Regions from separate parts of the Mus musculus genome. Here region 2 is linked to region 1. Evidence: chromatin contacts called from public capture Hi-C data. All regions are on one chromosome and are shown on one strand. Each heading gives the region's core, a stretch centred on a gene start, on an enhancer-like site or on the middle of the called end of the contact. The rest is flanking DNA. Distances are from core to core; before and after follow the strand shown. Region 1 overlaps Dzip1 (DAZ interacting protein 1). Region 2 overlaps Stk24 (serine/threonine kinase 24).

What was found. Capture Hi-C pulls out chosen DNA fragments and counts their contacts.
Region 2: a capture Hi-C map of embryonic stem cells shows a contact between it and region 1, with 3 times the contacts expected there. The contact joins two enhancer-like sites.

Annotation. Positions count from the first base shown.
Region 1 is chr14:118,878,877-118,881,576 of GRCm38.p6, reverse strand. It overlaps Dzip1 (DAZ interacting protein 1), which reads left to right. Exons shown (of 22, transcript NM_025943.3): 20 at 437-567; 21 at 2,065-2,233. Among named protein-coding and RNA genes, the nearest start is that of Cldn10, 25 kb to the right of the region's middle. Within about 2 kb of position 1,311, at least 10 of the 459 cell types and tissues checked have an H3K27ac peak or open chromatin away from gene starts, as enhancers often do. A contact at or near this core is called in embryonic stem cells, where this site is marked.
Region 2 is chr14:121,365,506-121,368,205 of GRCm38.p6, reverse strand. All of the region lies in intron 1 of Stk24 (serine/threonine kinase 24), which reads left to right. Among named protein-coding and RNA genes, the nearest start is that of Stk24, 12 kb to the left of the region's middle. Within about 2 kb of position 1,350, at least 145 of the 459 cell types and tissues checked have an H3K27ac peak or open chromatin away from gene starts, as enhancers often do. A contact at or near this core is called in embryonic stem cells, where this site is marked.

The DNA.
Region 1 (2,700 bases), core at 62-2,561:
CCCAGGTTATCTGCAGGAACTGCCCCAGGTTATCTGCAGGAACTGCCCCAGGTTATCTGCAGGAACTGCCCCAGGTTATCTGCAGGAACTGCCCCAGGTTATCTGCAGGAACTGCCCCAGGTTATCTGCAGGAACTGCCCCAGGTTATCTGCAGGAACTGCCCCAGGTTATCTGCAGGAACTGCCCTAGGTTATCTGCAGGAACTGCCCCAGGTTATCTGCAGGAACTGCCCCAGGTTATCTGCAGGATCTGCAAGCTCTTTTAGTCCCTGAACCTTTTCACTCCAACCATATTTTCCCCAAACCCAAAATATACCAGTTAGTCCATTTGAATAATAAATAGTTGTGTGTAAAGCTGAGACTCCTTTAGAGCTTTGGGGCTGGGGAGAGATACAAGTGTTCAAAGCCTTTCTTGACGGTATCTGTTGCTCTTCTAGGAACCTCCATTACGATACAGACTGACACTGTTGAGACCATGGCTTTACCCCAAGGAAGTGGGAATAAAGCAGTGCCGGGAATGAACCCTGCTGACACGGTTATCAAAAAGGAATCGTTGCAAGAGTTAAAGGTGAGACTGCTGGCTACCGAATGGATTCGTCCTTGGAGGGACTAGTTAGTGAATGCATTCTGTAGCAAAGTAAAAGCCACTGCGGTAAAGGGAGACGCTCCGCCTTCATTTGTTTCAGGATTGCCTTTTCTTTTTTCTTTTTTTCTTTTCACAGTTCGGTTCTGTAGGTAGACAATTGTGGAGTCTGTCTGTGCTGTCTGACAGCAGGTGTGGACTGAACAATGTGAGATCTGAAATTTGAGCCCCAAAGTGCTAAACTTTGTAAACACTGGCGTCCACTAACAGTTCCCAGACTTGGAGATCTTGGATGTAGCTCAGTTGAGCCTGCAGGAGCTAGAGGTTCAAATCTGAAGCACACACAAGAAAGTTGCCAGGGTTGGTGGAGCGGCCCACACAGCACCAGGGAGGCAGACGCAGGCAGATCTCTCTGCGTTCCCGGCCAGCCTGGTCTACAGGAAGAGTTCCAGTACAGCCAGGGCTGCACAGAGAAACCCTATCTTGAAAACAAAGAAAGAAACAAAAAAACCCCAAAGCAACCACAAAGAGTTTCTGAGTTTGGATAATACTGGATTTGGGATTTTCAGATTAGGGATGTTCATAGCCCATGAAATGTCTGCAAATATTCCCAATCCCCAAACCCTATCTAATTTGAAACACGTGTGGCCCATGTATGTCAGGGAGGACTGTGTAGCCTACGACATGCTGTCTGTGTCTCACACTGCACGTGGGTCCACAGCTCCGTCATGCGTGTAGTTTGACGCCTGCAGATGTTAGGTGTTTTGGAACTACAATCTGGAGCCTCCACGTGTTGCTCAAGGATTCTTCTGACACCTGGAAGAAGATGGGGGCTTTTAAGGGTTGTCACCACCTGGGAGTCAGTCATTGGAGAAGAAGGATGGAGGGTTCTGGGACATTTCTAACCCCCAGAGTGTCTTGAGTGGAGCTCGGCTGTTGCTGCCCTGGTCAGCTCCCGTGTAGACTGTGTCCTCCAATTCGAGTCATTCTCCTCAATTCTGTAGATGACCCACCCTCTTCTGTTCATCCCCGGGACGCCGAGGGCCCTGCTGCGCTTCCTTCTTTAGTTACTGCTTTGTTTGTGTGCTAACACGAACCAAGAAAACGACATCGGTCAAGACAGCAGGTCACTCTTTGGAAAGGGGTTGGTAGAAGTGTGTTTCATGGTTCTTCTAGTCGGAGGCAGGGGAGTCACTCTCTGCAGGGCTCCTTGGTGACCTATCTCACCCTGACTTTCAGAGTTACCTCCCCCTACAATCCTTGTGGTCTAGGACTTTCTAAATTCACAATTGATTTTTTTTAAAGTGATATTTGTAGCTTTCAGGATGTGTTTTCAAATCCTCATCATGGCTCAGAGAAGCTGCCTCTGTTTGGGCACCCTGTGTCCTTCCCAACTCATCCTCTGGCATCAGCTGCTCAGCCTAAACCAGGAGGGGCGCCGTTCCTTTAGGAAGCTCACCTTCTTCTCTGCGTCTCTTTCAGTGCACAGATGCTGATGACGAGGACTGGGATATATCGTCCTTAGAGGAAGAGAAGTCTCTGGGGAGTAAAATAGAGCAGAGGGAGCCGCCTCCGGCCAAGCGGGACCCCAGCTGCACCCAGGTGCAGAGGGCCTGGGGCCCAGTGAACCCTCGGGAATTCAAGGAAGAAGGTTGGTGGGTTTCGCCCTCACACATCGGTGGGTGTGGTTCTTTAGTGTGTGTGTGTCCCTGTGGGTGCCCATTTCTGCACACACACATGGCGGTCACAGTCAGGCTTGGTATTGTTCCTGAGAAGCCGTGCACCTTGTGTTTAGAGACATGGTCTCTCGTTGGCCTGGTACTCACCAAGTAGGCTTCTCATCCCTGCTCTCCCAGTGCTGGGGAGGCAGTGTGCTCTAACTCATGGTGAAAACGTGAGTTCCGTGGATCCAATCCAAGTCCCTGCGGTTGACTGGCAAGCACTGTACCGACTGAGCTCGCTCTCCGGCCCCAACGTGTTTCAGCTCTATAAGTGTCTGCTCTCATGACCCTTTTATCCCGTCAGACGGAAGCATGATCAGATCACTGTCACAGCAATGACAGGGTCAGAGTGGAGCACAGAGACAGAATAAAGGCAAATGACACAGCGTTACAACTC
Region 2 (2,700 bases), core at 101-2,600, 2.5 Mb before region 1:
AGTACAGAGAATGGAGTAGGGAGGACTCCAGGCTTAGCTGCAAGGAGAGCGCTGGCTTTGGGTACCAGGGCTGTCTTTCTTGTTTCAGACCGTTCCAGCCATCTATTTCCCAGGGTGCTCCTTTTTAAGTATGTATATACTTTTGTTATAGTTTTGGGGATGGGACCCAGGGCCGTGGGAATGCCAAGTGAGCCTTGCTATTTTTGGGAAACAGTTCCCTGAGCTGGAGGCCCGGTCTTCTGGCTGGGCAGGATGTACGGTTTGGGTCATAGTGCTTGTTTCTGTGAACTGTGCACGGGACTGCTGCTGAGGGGAGACTGCCAAGGGTGTCCAGCCTTGTAAACCATGCAACGGGCACCAAGGAGCTTGGCTTCTGCTGCTGGTTTCAAGCCTGTTATGTGACCGCAGGTTGTCTTGTGTGCCTTCAGGCTTGTTCTCTTGTTCATAGTTAGTTGACTTCTTGGTATTAGGGATTGTGGTGTGGATCTCTCTTTATCTCCTTCCTGTCTGCTGAGTTTCACAGGGATCGCCTAAGACCATCGGAAAATACAGATGTTTACATTACAGTTCATAGCAGTAGCAAAATTACAGTTAGGAAGTAGTAATAAATAACTTTATGGTTGGGGGTGGTCACTGCAGTATGAGGAACAGTATTGAAGGATTGCAGCCTTAGGAAGGCTGAGAACCACTGCCTTTAGGCCCTTCTTGGGCTGGCTCCCTGAACTGTCAGGTATTGTTCAGAATGTGTTGTTTGAGCAGTGACTGCAGAAGACTTTCATTACTGCTGGGCTCCACTCTCTGTGCCCTCTGATTGAAGAGGTGGGAGGTAGGATTGCAGTTCTATGAAGCTCCCAGGTGTGTCACTGCCCCTAGGACCACACGTGGAGAGCCACCGTGTTGGGGAATTCAACACCCTGAACCCCACCAAGTCCTTGCTGTGGAGTCCCACTCCCACCGGGAAAGCAGCTTGGGTGGCTTCACAGCACAGGGAGACCAGGGCTTAGCCAAATCCAGACCACCGCAATCCTGGCTTGCACTTTTACTTGGGAAGACTGACTTTGGACCCTCTGGTGTAGACGTGGGGCAAAGAGGTCTTTAAGTTGTAAGACTTGGGCTTGTGGTTTTGTAATAGGGGTTTCTGAACCCTTGGGGTGGCAGCAGTGTGTGTTCCATGTCTTTTTGACCCTGGGAAAATTCTTTTTAAAGGAACACATCTTTTGGAAATTGCCTGGCCTATTAGGTTATCCGGGCACCTGTGTGGAGACCGTTTCTTGTGGTTCTCACGGTAGCTGCTCTCTGGTTCTTCCCACTATGAGGTAAATGCCAGCAGAAAGTCAAGGCCTATGGTAATCCCCAGCTTCTGGGCTGTTTCTCAGCTGTCTCTGTGCTGGGTCGACTCAGACTCCCATACGTGAGCCTTTGGTGTCCTGGGTTTGCACCTGGGCCTTTTCTCAGCCTGCAGTCCGTGGCTGTCCCTCTTGACTGATGGCACCAGCTCCTTGGCCTTGTGGCCTTTTGGTGATGCTGGGACACAGGATGCCTGTGGGAGTGGGATGAATGAGGTGTGCCAGCGTCCCTTTCTCTATGTGGCATGATGGGCTCGCTGTCATCAGCATCTGCTCTCGAAGTTTCACTTTTAACAATGGACAGTGCGTATGTTTGCTTGTGTGTGTGTGTGTGTGTGTTTGCTTTCAAACTCTAGGGCACACACACAGCACATGGTTGAGTTAGTGAGCTGTTTTAAGAAGGGTAGATGCAAAGCTTAGCTTCCTCATTCGGAGAAAGACTGTGAAGTCCTCCTGAATGCCTTCATCTGCTGTTTTTGGGGAAAGGTGAACTTAAAGAGAAGTGAAACCGCGCTGTTTCCTGGCAGCATGTTAGCAGGGGAGGAGTGCGCACATCTACCTCGAGGGGGGTGGGGTGGGGAGGTAAACTGTTTCCGTGTTGACCTGGGCCGTCAGGGCTGTAGCAGGTGTGCTGGGTGGCATTTCATTTCCCCAGAGGCCTGAAGCAGAGGCCTGTTTGTGCATACACAGCGCGCAGCAGTTTTTCTTCACTGTGTTTGATCCCTGCCTCTGGGGTGGGGTGCTACTGTTCAGCAAATGTTTTCTTGTGCACAGGAGTGAGAAGCCCCTCCCACTTGTGTAAGCTGTGGCCTTCCGTAGGCGCCTATAGAATGTGGCGTTCTGCTTCCCCGAGGTGACTGGAAAGGAGCTCTGCTGTGGCAGCAGTCCTGTGCAGAAAGTGTCATCAGCCCACCCTCCATGTGAACATGACTGGTGTGAAGAGCTAAGATGATAGCAGCTTAAATCGTTTAAGAGTGCTAGACTTTTTGTTGTTTCGTTGTGTTTTTAGGCTGGGTTTCTCTGTTTTGTAGCTCTAGCTGTCCTGGAACCACTGTGTAGACCAGGTGCTGGGATTAAAGGCAGGAGGCACCAGACACTGCTGACCGCCCCCTCCCCCTTCTTTAATGTATGGCCCGTTGCATGGGACATTTCAGCTGTAGCTGGGTCCTCATCCTTTCTGCAGCAAAGTCTGCGTAGCCTGCCCTGCTGGAGGCCTGTGATATCGGGGGGCCTCTGAGACTTGGCGGAGGGCCTGGTGTTGCTTATCTGCTGGCTCTGCCAGCCCCTTTCCTGCCGTGGCCATGCTGTTCCTGAGTAGTCTGTTGAAAATGGTGTGAACTGGGTGTGAGGACTA